4 separate regions of the Mus musculus genome follow, and regions 1, 3 and 4 are each linked to region 2. The links are chromatin contacts, called in public Hi-C and promoter capture Hi-C maps. All regions are on one chromosome and are shown on one strand. The core of a region is the stretch at or near the end of the contact, and the rest is flanking DNA. Distances in the headings are between cores, read along the strand shown.

Region 1 (4,034 bases), core at 1,313-3,812, 910 kb before region 2:
CATGTCTCTTCAGGTGTCTTCAAGCTGTTCCTTTCCACTTTGGATTTTTTCTGCCCCATCACCTACTAACTCAAGAGGGCACTGTGAGCGGAGAGGTGTGGTAAATAAATTTGGAGGCAAACAGCCATGACATCATCGTCCCCCTCCTTGTTTCCTATAGTGTCTGGAAGCTTACAGAAACTCAGTACCTGCCTTGTCCATCATTAAGATGGAGGTATTGCACTAAGCTTCCAGCACTGGGGTAAGGACCAAGGGAGGTAACCTGGTAAAGTTTTCTACACATTCGTATTCACAATCTATTGCTTGAGCATTCCTTCTGCTGGTCTATGAGGTGGAGATAAACTGCTGAACAAACTCAGGGCTTGACAGCTTGACAGGTAAGTTTGACAACTAAACTTGACAGCTTAGCACTGGGTAGCGGACAATGCATAATGACTATTTGGTCCAGTTAAGATACTTTGCATGGGGCTCAGTGATTAAGAGCACCTGTTCTTACAGAGGACCTGGGCCCAATTCCCAGTATTCACATGAGGGTGGAAGTGTGGTTCAAAACCACCTCCAACTCCAGTTCCAGCGATCCACTGCCCTCTTCTGGACGCCACAGGCACTGCATGCACCACATGGTGTATGGACTACATGTAGGCAAACCACACAGACATACAAATAGAGGTTAAAAAAAGATACTCTATCCCGGCATGGTAGTCCACGCCTTTACTCCCAGCACTTGGGAGGCAGAAGCAGGCATATCTCTGACTTCCAGGCTAGCTAGCCTGGTCTATGGAGCGAGTTCTAGGACAGCCAGGGCTACACATAGAAACCCTGTCTCCAAACCTGCCCCCGCCAACACACACACACAAAGGGTATTCTGTACAGAAAGGCAGAGCCTCTGTCTCATTCATCTCAGTGGCTTCGATGCCTACAGCAGCACCAGAGCACACACTAGCAACCAATGACTGGATTCTTTTAGTACTGACTTTGAGAACTAGTTTACCATAGACACTGTTTGGAAACTCATTCTCCTTAGTCCTCTCCTAGTGTTCTGGATTGGAATGAACTCTGGAAAAGCCTGGCTTGCTGGGATTGAAAAGATATCTACCAGCAATTTTCAAAGAAACCACAAATTAATTTGGCCTTAAGGCCCATGTTTTACTCATTAGTCAACTGGCAGATGTAAAAGATGCTGTAGAAGGGGAAGAGCAAAGACGTGGAAGGCTTGAAGGGAGGATGGGAAATGGAATCACAGGTCCTCAGGTGAGCGTGAAGAGCCCCATGCTGGTTAGGAAGGGGAACTCTTCAAGAGTTGAAGGTTTGAGTGGGGACAAAATTATGATCAGTTTTCGGGAGGATTAAACTAAGGGGATGCTGTTTGGAGAAGGGTGGGGGTGGGTAAGTGTAAGGAACTGTCTGGGCAAAGACATGGAGCTGGGACATATAATGAATTAGGCTCCTCGGTGTGGGTGTGGGTTGAGCACCTTGCCATATTTGGAAAAACAAAACAAAACAAAACAAAACAACAACAACAACAAAAAACGGCACCGCTCACTAAGAGATCTCTCTTCCTTGACCCATGGGCAGTAGGTAGGAGATTACATGCCCTCTATTATCATTAGATGACCTACTTAGGAGCTGGGGAAGCAGCTCAATAGTAGAGCCCTGGGTTCAAGCCTCAGCACTATAAACAAACAAAATTAGCCCAACGGCTAAAAGTGCTTGCCTTTTGGGGTAATTGAACATAGGCCTGGACTATGCTGAGCAAGCACTGTACTGTCCTGAGCTCTGTTCTTAGACCTCCTCTCATTTCTTTTAATTCAGGGGTTCACTCTATAGTCCAGGCAGGTCTCGAACTTGAACTCCTCCTGCCTCAACCTCCTGAGTAGTGGAGATTACAGGCCTCTGCTATCAGATCCTGCTGAGAGGAAAAGAAATCTCTTGATGGCAGTTTACAGAGACACAGATGAGATGGCTCATGTTAGGTGAAGCAGGAGGACACTGGCCACAAGCTGCACACCTTGGCCCTCCACTGTTTTGCCTGTGTGACCCTAGGCAGGCTAACTTAACTTCATTGAGGCTCAGCTTCTTCCCTTGTAAATTGTAGAGGCGATCTACCTGAGAGGCTGGTGGGTGGCTTAAGTGAGGACACATACTGACAGTGTGAGAACTGTGCTGTCCCCAACGTTCTAGTTTAATGAGACGTTACCACAATATCTTGCCCACATGCTGTAGAAGTCTGAGCTCAGCTGTCAGTTACCCGGAGACACACAGGTCTAGAGTCCGGGTTTTGAGCTCTTGGGCTTAGCTCCTCCACCCACGGGCTCCTCTCTGCCTGAAAGCAGATGGTCGGGGAGACAGACAAAGCCAGACAGGAGAAGCAGCAACTTGCTCTTGAACCAGCTGACAACCCCCCCTCTCTCCTCCCAGCCTCACCCTAGGCCGGGAGCGCGTGCTGGGAAGAGGATTAAATCAATGGCAATTCACATCTCTCCAGAAACCGGCTCCCTGATCCGAACTAATAAGCAAATCATTAGTGAATTAGGGCTGGGGAGGGCTCAGCGCAGCGTTCCTTCTCCTCTGGCTGAACGTACAGCGACAGGCGTCAAAACCCCAACCACTTTCCTAGGCGACCTTGAGATGATCACACCACAGAGGCTATTTTTGTGCTAAAACAACAACCGCGAGACCCCCTTCCCAACTCAGCCAGATCCCAGAACCTCCGGAGCTACGACAGGCAAGCTGGACCTTTCTTCCTCCTACTGCAGCTAACCACAGCCAATGGCACGAAACCTTGCCTTCCTTACCGTGCTGTAAACCCTGAGTATGTTTGCAACAGTGAGGACAACCAGAAGCCAAACTGCCTTCCCCTCCCCCAGCCCTGGGCACAAACTTGGCCCCCTTGCTTATTTCCTGGTGAAAGCCCATTATCTCTCATTTACATCTAAACTAGCTTTTCATACTATTTTAAAGGCCGCTCCTCCCCTTCTGTAATCTCCCTGTGCATGAATTAAAAGTTGATTCTTGAAACGCACAAATCTTGGGGGCAGTTTCTTTTTCCTCCTTATTTGCATACGCTGTTTTGGACTAACCCTTTTATTTCCTCCCAATTATGATTTCTGGTGTGTTTTCCAGAGCTTTACAACATGGCATCTGATTATACACAAAGCTTCAGAATAAAGCCCTGTTTTTCCCTTCATTAACGACACAAAGGATGGCTGTATGATCCACACAGCACTTTGTGATTTAATACAGCTTACGCTCTAAATCGCACCCGGCTTGGGCAAAGCAGATTTGGGAGTGAATCAACGCATTTTCTTGCTGCCAGGAGCTCCCTTGCAGATTCCAGCAAATTCTTTCACCACACGGAATTAGCATTTGATTAAGCTCTGCAGACACGTTCAAACTTTTACCACTGAGTCCTGGCAGGGTTGTAGTAATCTGCCGAGAAGGAGAGGCATCTAGAACAGCCACGACTACCTGACCTGTCCCCAACAGATTGAGGGAGAGGGTACCTGAAAGTGAGCAGAGGGTGTGTGTGTGTGTGTGTGTGTGTGTGTGTGTGTGTCTGACAGTGAGGGGCGTTGGATGTCTACTTGAGTTAGGACCTTTCTTTCCTACACTTAACCCTGGACAAGCTTTCTCACTTAGCGTGCTTTCTAACGGAGCACTGCAATGATAGTTATGACTTAGGACTCAGGAGGCATATGACCTTCAACTAGAACCTGCCTGGTCTCAGGTTCAGGGAAATGGGACTCAGCATCCCTGTCGAGTCCCAAGGTCCTTTGGCTGGAGTTGCTTCCAGGACGGCTTCCAGCTAAGCTTCCCAGAAGCCTGAGTGGAAAATCTCGTCCATTTCCATTATGCAAATACAAGAAGCGGAAGTTTATCAAACTGGGGCTTTGTACCTCGAAAGTGGGTGTGCCAGCATGGGGGGCTATAAAGGCTTTATTGCCACAAGTTTGGGGTGATTGCTTCCCTCGCAAATGCCGGGAGCAGGATTGAATTATGCAGGTCTTCCAAACAGGTGGCAATAAAAACTTTAC
Region 2 (4,490 bases), core at 587-3,086:
GGCAGCAGGAGGCTGAGCCCCGCCTCCCCCAAGCACCCGGCTAGAAGCTGCCCTCCCATGTGTGGCAACCCAGCACTGTGCCCTGGCATGGCCCTTTCTCAGGCCCTTCTCTTCCGGAAAGAAAAACAGAAAAGAAACCCCAAGAAAGGCACAGGCTGAATGAAGGACATCGGCCCAGTTCCATTCCCACCAACACAGAGTAGGCCCCCTCCGGGGGTCTTTGAACCCCCCTCTCTGGCGACTACTTTCCTCTGCTCTCGCGATGAGGCCCTCTTCTCCACACTAACCCCACCAAGTACACAGCCCAACTTTACAGTGTGCCCTTCGCGCCCCACAACCAGGAAGAAAATAGCTTGGAGGAAAGAGAGGGGTGGTAGAGCCGACCCGAGAGAGGGTGCTGGGCAGCGGGGACAGCCCCCGCCTCAGTGGCCCCAATTACTGAAGCCGATCTCCTGCTTGTATCTATTGGTGAGGATGTTGGCTTTTCGGGTGAGTTTGGAGAGCACGGTGTGCAGCCCGCGCAGGTGGTAGTGGAACTGCTGCTCCAGATCTTCCTCGCCCGCATCCGCGCTCTCCAAGTGACTCAGGCCCACCAGGATGTCCTTGGGCTTCCAGGTGCTCTCCTCGCTCCCGGCCGGCGGAGACGAAGGCTGGTGCAGGACTCCCCACTCGATATCATTGCGGATGGACTTGAGCAGCACGTAGTGGCTGTACATGTCCCGGGAGGGCGCGAAAAAGCTTTCATTGGCGCTGCCCGGGCTTGGGGCCGGGGTCGTGCGCTCCTCCAGGCAGCCGCCACTGCCGCCTACCTCCACGCTGACCTCGTCTATCTCCGGCTCGGACAGGGGTACGTCGCGCAGCAGACTGGGCACCATCACCGTCTGGTCCATGTTGTTCACCGCGCCAATGAAGCGATTCATGGCGTTAAAGAGCGAGTGCTTCTGGTTATATGTGTCGCAGATTTGCATCATGGTGGCCGAGCGGGCGCGGAAACACAGGGACGCTGGTACACGGAGATAGACCGCTGGCGATGCCGCCTTCAAGCGCTCTCAGAGGCTGATGCCGGGAGCCTGCTTGAAGCCGGTGTGACGGGATTCCCAGATCCTTCTCCGCCCTCTCTAACTTGCTTCTTTCTCAGCTCAGCCCTTCGTGAGGCCCGGCTGCTCTTATCTTTGGCTCAGGATTGACGGTGGGTGGCTGGGTCTAGCCTTTTTCTGCTTGGGAGACAGAGACGAAAAGAACAAATTACCCACCCGGTTAGGATGCCCGGCATCCGGTCCGCGCGATGCTCCCACCCTGACCAAGGCTGGCCAGAGAAGGCACAAGGGTGGTTCCTTGGGACCAGCCGGTATCACCTCCTCCAATACTAGCAGAAGACCTTTGAAAAAAAAGGAGAAAAAAATCTCCCCCATCCCGGACTCTCTGGTTTCTCCCTTCTAAAACCTAAGCGAAAGCAACCATATTAGCCCGGGCTGCCAAAGGGCGGGGACACCCACCTCTTGCACTGCGAAATCCCCTGGTTCTCAGTGCTTGCGTTGCGGACGGTGGCTGCCCAAGGGCGCTGCTGCGGTCACTGATCGGACTGTGAGTAAGGGCGACTGTGGTTGCTCCGGCCCCCTGCCCATTCCAGGTGCTCAATTTATAGTCCGGGAAAGGTGTCCCAGGCGCCCAGGACCACCCCTGATGTCTCCTCCTCCTACCTCCTCCAGCAGCACAGATAAAAGGTCCCAGCCCTGACCGCGAGTAACACTCGCCCAACCCTTTCTACCGCGGGGGCGGGGCACGCCGGGTGGCTCCGCCTCTCGCCTGATACCCGGGCTAAGGCAGGGCGGCCCAGCAGGGCAAGGCAGGGTAGGGCTGGGAGGATGGAGCGGCCGCACCCCAGCACCAAACCCAGAACAAGCTGTTTGGGGGAGGGAGGGCGAGGCACTGAGCCCAAGGAGCCGCCGTCCAAACCAGAGGGCGGACTGGCGCGCGCGGGCTGGGCGGGCTTGGCGCGCACTCTCCGGGTGGGATGACCGGAATGCTTGTGTGTCCGGGTTGCAAAAGAGCCCCTCAATCCTGAACCTAGAGTGACTGCAGTCCGGAAATTTAGCCTCGATTTATTATTAGACGTCGGGTAAGAGGGATTCACAGCTGCCCTGACTCCATACTTGGGAATCTTATGTAAGAAGAGTTAGCAGGACATGCCGGATGCACGTGGACATGGGGTGCTCCCTCCACGGCCCAGGTCGTGGTCAGCTGCAGGGGGATGGGAACACTGAGGCATTTGCTTCCCTCCTGGCGGGGTCTTTCCTACTACTGCTGCCAGGTATGAAGAGCACCCTGGTCATCTGATCTATAGTTTTGTGTCCCCCACCAAGAGATAAGAGCATGGCAATGGAGTGTGAACTTGGGCCTTGTGGCCCTTTTGGCTATCAAAAAGACTAGGAGAAGGTGGCAGAAGTTAGGACTGGTGTTGGGTATATCTTATCATTTAAAGAAAAAAAATGGGAGTATACCCAATAACTTTCTGGAGTGTGTGTCAAGTGCTCCTTTCAAAAGATAGTTCTTAAGCAAGGGTTACTTAATAAGCCTAAGCTGTGTACCATAGCCCTGGATCTACCTTTCAAGTTTTACACTTGAAACTCCTCTTTCAGGTTCCCAGCCCTGAGCCCATACTCATTTCCCATCTCATTTCCTTTGCCACATCCCTCAACCTCCAGTCAGCTCTTCCATTCCTCCAGATAAGATGACTCAGGCTTCTAATTTTAAATTTCTTCCCACTAAAGTCTTCGGGGGGAAGTTTTAGTATGGCATTCCCCTGCAAGACAAAAAAGCGCCCCAAACAAGGAGAGACACTTATGCATGTGGGTTTGTTTGTTTGTTTGTTTTTTCTTGAAGGACTGGTACTGTCTACCGAAAATCATGTCTCTTTTCAATTTTGAAGGGAACAAGAGCTGATAACAGACAGAAAAGTCATTGGTAACTCTAGAACCCAGACTGGCAAATCTCCATCTCCCTCTGGTTTACTGGTTCTAGATCATAACCCATGCTTCCAATGCTTTCTTATGTATGTATGTATGTATGTATGTATGTATGTATGTATGTATGTATGGAGACACAGTCCCAGCCAGCCAGCCAGCTTGATTTGGAACGACAGCTACTCATCCTTCTGATTCAGTGTCCCATGTTCTTTTAAACATGAAATAATGTTTGTTATCTGCCCCGTGGAGCTAAGGAGATCAGTGGAAAGAAGAATGTAGATGGGAAACATGCATTGTGTAAACCTGACACATAACAATAACCTCAGCCTTTCTCTTCTTATGCCCAGATTTGAAAACTTTTCCACCCTCTGTTTGTCAACAAAATGGAGTGTCTCCCATGAGAGAAAAATTTCCAGTGTTGCTTTAGCAATAAAAAGGAACTTCTTCTTGGGCTATGGCAAAGGGTTCTATTAGGGTTCAATGAGGTATCGGCGGTAAAACTCTTCACTGTGTACACTGTAAAGTACTTAGGGCTTCATCACAGTTTAGAGGCATTTTCTGCCAAGAGTCTGAACCCTTAAAAATAGGGAAATAGGCTAAGATGAACCAGAGAGGACCTCACCCTCACCTTTACCACTTCTTCTGCACAGAGGTGTTCAAAACAGTCCAGGCTTGTTTTAACCCTTATGGCAGACAAGAGCCAAGGAAGAGAGCTTTAGAAAAACACATTACCTGGTTACCAGTAGTTGATGTTTCTCATAACTTAAAATGTAGTTTGACCCCTTCTGAGACCCAGACCCTCTGGATATTTTAAGTATGCACCCTAATGAAAATTTGGAATTGCTTTGGGTTATTAAATGCTGGAATCCTGCCTTCTTTTCTCTAACAGCTCCCAGAAAACGGAAATCCCAACTGCCTAGTAAAGGCATCCCACTTTGAAAATTAGCTAAGCCGTGGAGAAAGCCTCTAGCCCCTTCCCTTTGGCCTCCATCCTTCATCTGGATCAATTTCCTTCCTTCTGCTTGGATCTTCTAGTGTCTTGACTCTCGGTTGCTGTTCTTACACATTTCTAAAACTCTGCCAGGTAATGGCTCATGCACCTGCCGGCAAAACTTCCCAAACCGGGCCTCCCAGCTCCCCCCTGCCCACACAATAACTCACACCCACCGGGTAACTTCAGAACGAAAAGGTCCTCAGGCCAGAGCTCCGGGCCCTTGGAATCACCCCATCGCCACCCTTCTTGCCCCAGCCAATCAGAAAGCTTCTGAGAGACTTATGCAAATGAATTTTTGGCCCTAGCCAGTCAGAAGCCATAAACCCCTCCCCCCAAGTGTCCTCTTTCACCCTGGCCCTGAAGAGCTAATGGCAGGCGTCCCTGGCAACCGGCCTGCAGCCAGTTTTCTCCTAAAGCAAGGCTGTAAAAAAAATAAAGAACGATTCCGGGGGTCACATGGGTACTAAACGGGTTGGGCCAGGCCCAGTAAAAACTAGGCAGCTTCTCTGGTTGCTCCAGGCACCTTCCCT
Region 3 (4,154 bases), core at 969-3,468, 950 kb before region 2:
ACTGAGGGGAGTGCCTCAACGACAGAGGCCAGGCCAGGACCGGGGCAGGGCCTTGTCCTACCGCCCCACCCCCACCCCGTTCTCCTGAAGAAGCTACTGCGGCGGCGGGGGGGGGGGGCGGCGGGGGGGGTGGGGTGGGGGGAGCTTAGAAGACACCGGAGTAGCATTTCTCCGACCTTCTCCAGTCTTCTCATCTCCTGCCCATCTCCTGCCCATTTTGTCCCCGGAAGGAAGTTCCAGAACTAGGAAGGCCACAGAAACTAGAACCCTTCTCTGCCAAACCTGGAAGGGGAACTTTGTCCTTCTTCCCTAAAGCTCCTCATCCCAGACAAACCCCACCGAGCCTGAGGGCAGAGAATGCTAGAAAGCAAGCCTTGTCTGGCTTCCCTCTCGGCCGATTAGTACGACAGCCCGATCCCATTTCCACAAGACTGTCCATTCTCCACTGAACCCAAATACAAATGATTTCTCTGGGAATTTAGACCTTCAATCTGAAGGCTCTTGTGTCATGTAAAATGTCAATTAACTAAATTTGTTACGCTTTTTCTCTTCTCCCTACCCTGTTATTTGTTCTAGGGATACCACTGTGACTCTCAGGATGGCTTAAGACTCTCCACCACTCACTTTCTGTCCCTACAAAGTTGTACCTTAATAATAGAAAAAATCAATAGAAAGTGGACATCTTCCAACTGGTTACTTTGGTGAGAGTTGCCTTGAAAACCCAAGGGAAAGGGTTCTAGATAGGGAGTCTTCAGAAGAAACTGCCCACTTCCTCTGAGAGGTGACAGTCTCTCTTCAGGCAAATGATGCTGGAATGCCCCCGGGACTGCCCTCAGCTGCTGATGGTTCTCTAAGGTCGTTCTGGGGCCAGCATGGGGCTTTCCCAGAAGACCCACAAGTCCCTAAGGCCTTTCTTTTTCCTGCATTCCAAGTCTGAAAGCTAGCTGCAAGCCCGGCTGTTCACAGGAAGCTTCCGTGACTTGGAGTCTCACATACTCTAGAGTGGGTTGGAACTGGGCTTACTGGAGGCAGTAGGAACTGGATGGAGTAAAGTCCACAGGGCCAGTCTGCTGGCATTCTTGGCAGTTTGAGGCTGGGCCACAGGAGGAGTCACTATCCTGGGGCAGTGGGGCTTATGGTCAGTTGTAGCTGCTGGGCGGGCTTCTCGAAAGCGGGTAACCTAGCTGGAGACCAGCTTAGCTTCCCTGTGTCCCTCCATCTCCCTCAACCCTTTAAAAGCTCAGCGGGCTTCTGTTAACATCTTCCCGGCCTTGGAGAGGGGGTTAACACCAGAAACCCCACTCTCCACACCTCCCCAGCAGGAAGTCCCCCACCGCACTCTTTGACACAGACAAGCCCACCCGACCGGCTGTCGCCCGAGCCCGCCAAGCGTAGCTGATTCTGATCCAGTGTCATTAATTTCGAAACCCGCGTGGGTTTCATCAGCATTAAGGAGAAGCTGGGTTCGCTGCCGCCCCCGCCATCTTCCCTCTCCACCAGTGACCGTGTCCTCAGGGAAGAAGGGGACTTGTGGGCGACCCGAGTTCCCCAAGCAGCGCGATGAAGCCCCCCAAAAGACCCCCCTCCCCTCCGCCTGGAGCGTTGAGTCCTTGGCACTTCTCCGGGGACAACAGGGCGGCCCGGAGGGCAGCCGGAGGCCCTGGCACGGCCGCGGGGTAATTGGAGAACCTCGGAGGCCAGATGGGGGTGGGGATGTACCCTGGGGCTGCGGGTCCCGTCCGGCCGAGACCTTGGAGGGGGCTGGCCGGGCACCGCGAGGCCATTAGGGGCTCGGTCGCTCCGCACCCTCCCTGCGGCTCCGCCCGCTCATTAGAGGAGGCCTGGCCGGCCGGTTCGCCTCCTCCGGCCGCCAATTACCCGCCCTGCTGGCTCCCAGCGCGCCGCGGGGCCAGACAAAGGCGCGGGCCGCGGGCGGGCGGGGGAGGAGGACGGGGGAGGGGCGGGGAAGGGAGGGAGCCCTGGGCGCCCGCGCCTGCAGAGCCGCGGCGGCGGCGGCGGCGAGATAAGGGCTGCTGGGGCGTCGCGCTCCAAATGGAAATGAATCCAGCGAGCGGGCGCGGCGGGCGAGCCCAGCAGCCAGGCCCCCTTCGCCCCCGCGGCTTTAGCTCCACGACCCCAACAAGTCTAGAGACCCATCCACCCTTGGCACCCGGAGTGCCAGCCACCCCCTTCCTCCCTGAGCTGTTGCTGCCCGTTGAGAAAGTGCTGGAGCGAGGGCACGCCACGTGCCTCCCTCTCCATTGCTCCGGAAACCTCGCCGGGAGGGTTGTGCTTAGCTCGGTGAAGCTAACCAAAGCCTTCTAGGCTTGCTTGCTCACCACACCCCTCCTCCCCAGAGCTAGTCTGGCACAGCCAAGTTGGGGGTTTGGGGGGAGGGGGTATAGGCATGGCAGCGCCTAGCCTTGCTGATGGTCAACCCCCCCCCCCCGGGCCCCGCTTCTCTTTCTTTTAATATTTGCAAAATGAGGCTTTGAGAGGCGAAATTATTTTTTTCACAATTCCACGGGTTAGTGGCAGCATCTAGGCCATAGTTCGCAGCCTTCTAACATTTTCAATATCCTGACTTTTCCAGGGGAAAAAAAAAATAAAACGCAACCCGCGTAAATCTTCACTATGATATTTTCAGCTGTCCTTTGCAGAGCCTTTCTCACTGGAGTGGCTTTTCGTGTGAGGGAAAACAGGCTAGGACCTCCCAGCTAGTCACAATGACTTCCGCAGAGGACATTTAGTTCCTCAGGTTGCCTTCTGAAAACCATGGATACTTGTTCATTAATTAAATACAAGATTATTAGGCAGGATATAAGCTTTGGTTTCCAGAATCGGTAAGCCAGGAGGGCCCAGGTTTGGAGCCTGAGTTTGTAATGTGCCCTGCCCTAGTTCTCCTGTCTTGGGGGTGGGGTGGGGAGGGGTGAGGCTAGGAGACTCCTGGGGTGCCACAGGGAATTGCCCATTGTTCTTTGGTGACATCTGTCTCCCTGGCTGCCAAAGGCTTTAAGAGGCAGCTTCCTTTTCAGTCCAGCACAGGGACAGTACAGTGCTGGAACAGTCCTGGTAAGGGTCAGGGAGACTCGAGCCTCAGGGCATGCCTGTGGGATGAAATGTAGACCGCCCCAAATGAAGACAAATGTCCCTCAATAAAGTGCTATTCCCAAGGGTCCTCCTTGCTGTCTGCTGTCAGCAAGGTTTAGGGCTCCTGAGGTCAAGGTCTTCCTCCTAGCCCGTGTCCCCCCCCCCCCACACCGCTCCCAGGCTACTTAGCTTCACACAGAGAATACCCAGTAGGGGCCCTGGCCTCCTCCTCCTCCTGCCTCAGAGAGCAGGCACTAAGCCAGAGGCTGAGGGAGCTAGCCAGGGAAGCTTGATGCAGATCATTCTGTCCTCTCTGGTGAAGCACCACCAGGAGCCAGGCCATGTCTGCTGGAAGAGAGGAACCCTCCTTCATGTGCATGCCAGGGAGAACCTGCCTCACGCCCCAGTTATCGGTTCCTAGCAGTTGCTGACCTCCTCAAACCCTGTCCTGAATCATCTTACACTCACCCACCGAAAAGGCCCAGCCAATGGCCTCAACGCAACTAACTCCCCAGGTGCCCCCTTAATCAAAAATTAAGAAAAGGTATAGTCAGAGGGATTCAGGACCCTTGCTGTGTCCGTCTGCTCCCTTCTCATTGGTCAGTGGGGATGACAGCTATCCAAAGCGACTAGTTTTGACAAAATAAATTAGGTTGGTGACCTATTAGTGAACTGGAGGCAATTCACCCTTAACTAGCCTTTCTGTGGAGGCTCCAAATAGCTCTTCCATGATTTCATGGTTTTGTTTTTTGTTTGTTTGTTTGTTTTTTTAGTAAGCTCTGGCCTCCTCTGTGGTCCTGTTTTCAAATGCTTCTTACATCTTAATTTTTGTAAATTATGGGCCCTGGCTATTGGGGCAGCCAGGGAGGGGTGGCTGCCAATATGGAAGAGATATTATTTTCCCCTCTCCTCCCCAGATCTGCCATTTGCCTGGAAGGATCTTTGAGGAAAGCATCCAGACCTGATGTTAAATCCCCCAGAAGGGAGAATGGGCCAACCTGGTCCTCAGCATCCCAGATGAGATATCTCAGGAAACTGGAAGGAGCTTCCACAGCCTTGTTTTT
Region 4 (4,506 bases), core at 1,841-4,340, 540 kb before region 2:
TTGCATCTGGGTGTGGTGAACCGGAACAGAATGTTTGAAGGACATGGATAAGCAGACATACTCATTTCATGGTCTCCAGGATAAGGGTGACACAAGAGCTAGTCCTCAAGGACTAACACCAGTAACTCACTTCCTCTAGCTAAACTCTGCCTCTTAAAAAATTCCAGAACCTTCTTAACAGTACCTCCAGCTGGGAAGCACCCCCTCCCTCCAGTACATACGCCTTTCTCAGAGTGCTCATAACCTAAACTGTAAGTCGGTGTGTGCATGATGACTGCCTATGTGTTCATGAGCAAGCCTGTATTGATGCCCACTCAGAGGAACTGAAGAGTAGAGCAGGCAAGTTACTGAGTCCAGCTCCCTTGTTTCTCTAAGCTAAGCTGCTGTCCGGAGAGATGATGTATATTGTTTAGTTCCTTAAGTCCTTACAATAGTAGTGATCAAACTTGTTTGCTAAAATTATGTGGAGGAGCTTTTAAGAAGTAAAGTAGTCTGGGTCCCTCACTTAGGGACTGTCATCATGGATCTCAGCTTCTTTCATGGACAGTCAAGGCTGAGGATCACTGGCCAAGAGTCTGAAGCCCAGGGTAACACCTCCCCCACCCCCATCCTGATCATGGAGAGTAGAGACACAGAATTTGTAAGCTGGATACAAAGACTCACAGACTCTCCTGACTCCCACTCAGAGGAGTCTGGCTCCCAGTGCCCAGTGGAAATCTCAGACTGTTCCAAAGTTCCTTTGTGAAAACCCATTAAAATGCCTCTCCCAGAGGTCATCCTTTGGAGGGTATGACAACTTCTGGGGTTTGGGACGTAGTAGCATGGGATGTGGGAATACAGAGGGAAGGGTTTTATATTAGCAAGGTACTTCTTTTCAAATGGTCCCTTAAGGAAAGACACAGGACATGGGACAAGGGTTGAGAAGACAGCAAGTGCATTTACTGACTCCCTCACCCATGGATTAAAGTCCATTGCTTCTGGTTCATTCCTTCAAGACAAGGAGATAGACTCTTTAGCAGAAAAAAAAAAAGGCAATAGCCCTCCTCCTCTTCTTTTAGGCTGGGCATGAAAATAACCCAGGGACAATGATCCAATGTTCCTTACTCCATTCCCCTGCGGGTCACCTTTCTTTGCTCTTATCTGTTTCTGCTCACATTCTCACTCTCGGACTCTGGACAGTATACAGGTTGTGCACCGTGCAATCCCCCGCCTCCCAATCCCTACTGTGTTTTCACTGCCTCCCCTGCCCCCTCACCACACAGATCTCTTCTCTTTACTTAATTTCCTGCAAGTTCCTCTTCCCTGACTGCCTCAAGAGAGAAGAAACCTGGCCTCTGTAGGTTCTGACCCACATCCATCACCCTTGGCAGGGTGGGGCAGGGCCAGGGCCAGGTGTCTACTTCTCATGAGAGGCAAGGGGCCCCCTTTCCAAGTAAGCTGCCCTAAAGAGTTCACAAGCCCCCGATCTCTTGCTCAGCACAGTTTTGCCTTGCCAGATGGAAATTGTTCTCTAGGTTCACCAAAAGGCCAGAGACGCTGTTTCATAAATAAGCTTAGCTCTACTTTTGTGTATTTCCTTTAACTTGGCAGGCTCCCCCCTCCCCCAATACCATTCTGCTGGCACTTCATAAATACCTCCTTATGGCCCCCTTACACAGCTCACAGCCTCGAGCACTTTTGAAAAAAGCAAAGCTCTGTGCTCTTCCCACTCCATATCAATCCTACAATCCTATAGGCAGTGGCCACTTCTGTGGGAAAGAAAATTGAGGCTTAGGGAACAGGTCTGTAGCAGAATCGGATTTGAACTGAAGTCTGTGGGTCCCGTTGCTGGGGGATCCTAGATCTTTGCTCCCATAGAGCCCTCCCAGGCCCCTCCCTTCTCCTTTGACTGCTCCTCTCAGCATCTGCATCAGGGGTTACTCCTTCCCCAGGGGAGTGCCTGGCTGGGATGCCTGCCTTCCCTCTTGGACCCCACTTCACCTTGGTCCCCTGGACTCTTACAAGCCACTCTTCATCTGACAGTACAGCCTGGCCTGGCACTGTCTGGGCACCTGCAATGGTGGAATATGTCTACATGTTGGTATTTTGATGGCATTGCCTCCCATCTCACAGGCAGGTCCTGAATATGCAGCATCTTTCCCTTTCTTCCTGCTCCTGTCAGGCCCCATCATTCACTTGATTTAGGCCACAACATCCCATTTAGTTGCACATCAGCCATTGGTCACAAAATTCCCTATAGCTGGAGTAGGGCCTTAACGAACTCTCATCAACAATGCAAGGCCTAGTGGCTACTGGCCTCCTCTTCATCTCCTGCCTCCCCCTGCCTTCCCCTCCTGCCTCAGCCCTCAGGGACCACAATGGGGAAATTGTCCTGTAATCGCATTTTACATGCACGTGGATCGAGTCACTTCTCTCATCTGGTTATCTTTGGAAACACTGGGAGGGAAGAGGATATTAAAGAAAATCCTCCTTTGCTTCCATCTTGAAAAAAAAAAAAAGGCAGCCCATTTTGAGTCACTACCTTATCTTTAAAGAAACCCGACATGGAAAAGGCAGGGCGATACGATCTATGACTTCATCAGCTTGTCCTCTGAAGTTGTTTTAAGCTTTCCCATCCCCCTATAGGCCCCTTCATTTCCTGTTTTCAATCTCTAATAGCAAGGAATACACAGTCTCTCAGAGCTAAGTGAGCATTGCTGGTGGTAGCGGTGGGAGGCGGGGGTTGGGGAGGTGGTGGTGGGGGGGGGATGCTGCGTCAGTGCAGGAAGCTGACCAGAGAGGAAGCTTTTAAAGTCCAAACTGGAATCTGGCCGCAAGTTAGGAAATGGTTTGAATTCACATTTTATTTTTCCCTTCACTTTGTGGTCAGCGACTCTGCTTGCTTCGTGCTCTCAGAAGAACTGCTGATTGGGAAGACCTTAACTGCAATTTAAAAACTGCAAAAGGTTTCAACAGAAAAGGAAAGGAAGACTTTTGCATTTCATAACAGGAATTTTCAGCGACTTCTTTCAAGATGCTCCAAATGCCTCCCAGACGCTCTTGCGTCAGCTCTTGCCTCCTCCCACGGTCGAGGCCATGGAACTGGTACCATCTGAATCATTACATGCAGGGGAAAACAGAGACACCCACTTGTTCCTGCTTACCCAGCAAGTCAGCACAACATTGTGACAGTTGTTTTCCCAGGCCCAACCAGCTTTGGGTGTTGTGTGTGTGTGTGTGTGTGTGTGTGTGTGTGTGTGTGTGCCACCCAAGTACTTGTATGAGTACATGCATAGGATCAGGGTAATAATTACAGTGTCAAGAGGAAAGAAAAGCCACCTACCTCTGGCTCTGGTTGTCATTTGTGGAGGTGGAGTTCCTGAGTTCTGGTTTGTGCTCCATCTTTTCTGTCAGTAGAAGGGTCTTTGGGTGGGCTGTTATTGGTTGCCATGGTAATAGTGCCAGCCATTCTCTTGTCAGTCAGAGAATGACATCCACTGAAGGGGCATCACAGAAAGACGTTCCCATCTGCCAAGCTCATTTGAGGGGCTGAGCACATGGTGCCTTCCCTGAAAATCAATTCTCTGGGGGTCCCAAGTTCTTTCGAAACCCTCAACTGGCTTTCTACTTCTTAGTTCTCATCTTCACTACATCTGTGTGGGGCCTGAGCATACATATACAGACCTCAGGTTAGAGAGCAAAGCTGCCACCTACTGCTGAAGGGTAGACTTCTCTGGCATGTGTCTGAGGCCAGAGTTTGAGTCCTCTTGCCTGAAAAGCTGATGTGGGACAGGACTGGTCCCTTGTTCTAAGGAACATAGTAGGCATTGTCAATATACTGCTCATATACCCTTGCCCATCCCACGTTAGTGAATGTGAGGAGAGGGCAAGAAAAAAACGGGAGAGGCAGAACACCAAGAGTAGTGGCCAAAAGGCCTAAAGGTCTGCATAACCAAAATGGCTGGATTATATAGCAATCCGAGAAGCTGGTGGAACGAAAAGTCAGGCACAGTCCATGGCCTGGAGAGGTTTAGGATAGGGGGTAGGGTATGCCAGCCAGAAGGATCCTGTAGCCAGGTAGGGACTGAGGGATGCTGGGAGAACTTGATGGCCAACATTCAATTTGATATGTTAATAGGCACCTCAGTTAGCCATTCAAAACCTACCAGTGAGTGCCTCTTGCTATAGTTTGGATGAGTGTCCCTTAAAAGTCCATAAGTAAAAGAGTGGTTCCCATTATGGAGATATTGGGAGACAGTGTGCACCTTTAAGAGGTGAAGCCTAAAGGGAGGTCCTTATGTCAATGTTGCTGTAACCTACCCCTATGCTTCTCAGTTGGCGACATGAGCATCTCCTGAATGTCTTCCAGACAGACCTTCTTGCTATTATGTGCCCGCTTCCCTCACTGTTGGTATAAATGGGGCTACCCAGTTTTAGACACTAACATCTACAACCATGAGCCTAAACAAACCTCTCTGTTCTAGCTTGCTTTCCATAGTTGTGATAAACACCACAACCAATAGCAAC

The links. Promoter capture Hi-C pulls out the DNA fragments that hold promoters and counts their contacts. Hi-C and Micro-C count contacts between places; a contact is called where the count stands out from the background.
Region 1: a promoter capture Hi-C map of hippocampal neurons shows a contact between it and region 2, with 3 times the contacts expected there. The contact joins the enhancer-like site here to the promoter of Mid1ip1 in region 2. A contact is called at or near these places in 6 of 39 promoter capture datasets (the 3T3-L1 cell line, 3T3-L1-derived adipocytes, frontonasal cranial neural crest and 3 more), 2 of 484 Hi-C or Micro-C datasets (adipose-derived mesenchymal stem cells and myocytes) and 8 of 115 datasets of contacts at active chromatin or transcription factors (T-cell acute lymphoblastic leukemia, astrocytes, embryonic forebrain and 4 more).
Region 3: a contact with region 2 is called in a promoter capture Hi-C map of pre-B cells, with 4 times the contacts expected there. The contact joins the enhancer-like site here to the promoter of Mid1ip1 in region 2. A contact is called at or near these places in 6 of 39 promoter capture datasets (the 3T3-L1 cell line, the HPC-7 cell line, cranial neural crest and 3 more), 2 of 484 Hi-C or Micro-C datasets (B cells and pre-B cells), 3 of 115 datasets of contacts at active chromatin or transcription factors (astrocytes, differentiating embryonic stem cells and embryonic forebrain) and 2 of 9 other capture datasets (embryonic stem cells and liver).
Region 4: a contact with region 2 is called in a Hi-C map of uterus, with 2.4 times the contacts expected there. The contact joins the enhancer-like site here to the promoter of Mid1ip1 in region 2. A contact is called at or near these places in 4 of 39 promoter capture datasets (the 3T3-L1 cell line and hippocampal neurons), 3 of 484 Hi-C or Micro-C datasets (all in uterus) and 6 of 115 datasets of contacts at active chromatin or transcription factors (VIP interneurons, astrocytes, bone marrow-derived macrophages and 3 more).

Annotation. Positions count from the first base shown.
Region 1 is chrX:11,630,574-11,634,607 of GRCm38.p6, reverse strand. No RefSeq gene overlaps it. Among named protein-coding and RNA genes, the nearest start is that of Gm34187, 99 kb to the right of the region's middle. Within about 2 kb of position 2,562, at least 39 of the 459 cell types and tissues checked have an H3K27ac peak or open chromatin away from gene starts, as enhancers often do. A contact at or near this core is called in embryonic forebrain and hippocampal neurons, where this site is marked.
Region 2 is chrX:10,714,711-10,719,200 of GRCm38.p6, reverse strand. Mid1ip1 (Mid1 interacting protein 1 (gastrulation specific G12-like (zebrafish))) reads right to left here and starts at 1,836. Exons shown (of 2, transcript NM_026524.4): 1 at 1,497-1,836; 2 at 1-1,214. The coding sequence starts at 971. The coding sequence ends at 423.
Region 3 is chrX:11,662,550-11,666,703 of GRCm38.p6, reverse strand. No RefSeq gene overlaps it. Among named protein-coding and RNA genes, the nearest start is that of Gm34187, 130 kb to the right of the region's middle. Within about 2 kb of position 2,218, at least 286 of the 459 cell types and tissues checked have an H3K27ac peak or open chromatin away from gene starts, as enhancers often do. A contact at or near this core is called in the HPC-7 cell line, differentiating embryonic stem cells, embryonic forebrain and 2 more, where this site is marked.
Region 4 is chrX:11,252,860-11,257,365 of GRCm38.p6, reverse strand. No RefSeq gene overlaps it. Among named protein-coding and RNA genes, the nearest start is that of H2al1a, 44 kb to the left of the region's middle. Within about 2 kb of position 3,090, at least 28 of the 459 cell types and tissues checked have an H3K27ac peak or open chromatin away from gene starts, as enhancers often do. A contact at or near this core is called in uterus, where this site is marked.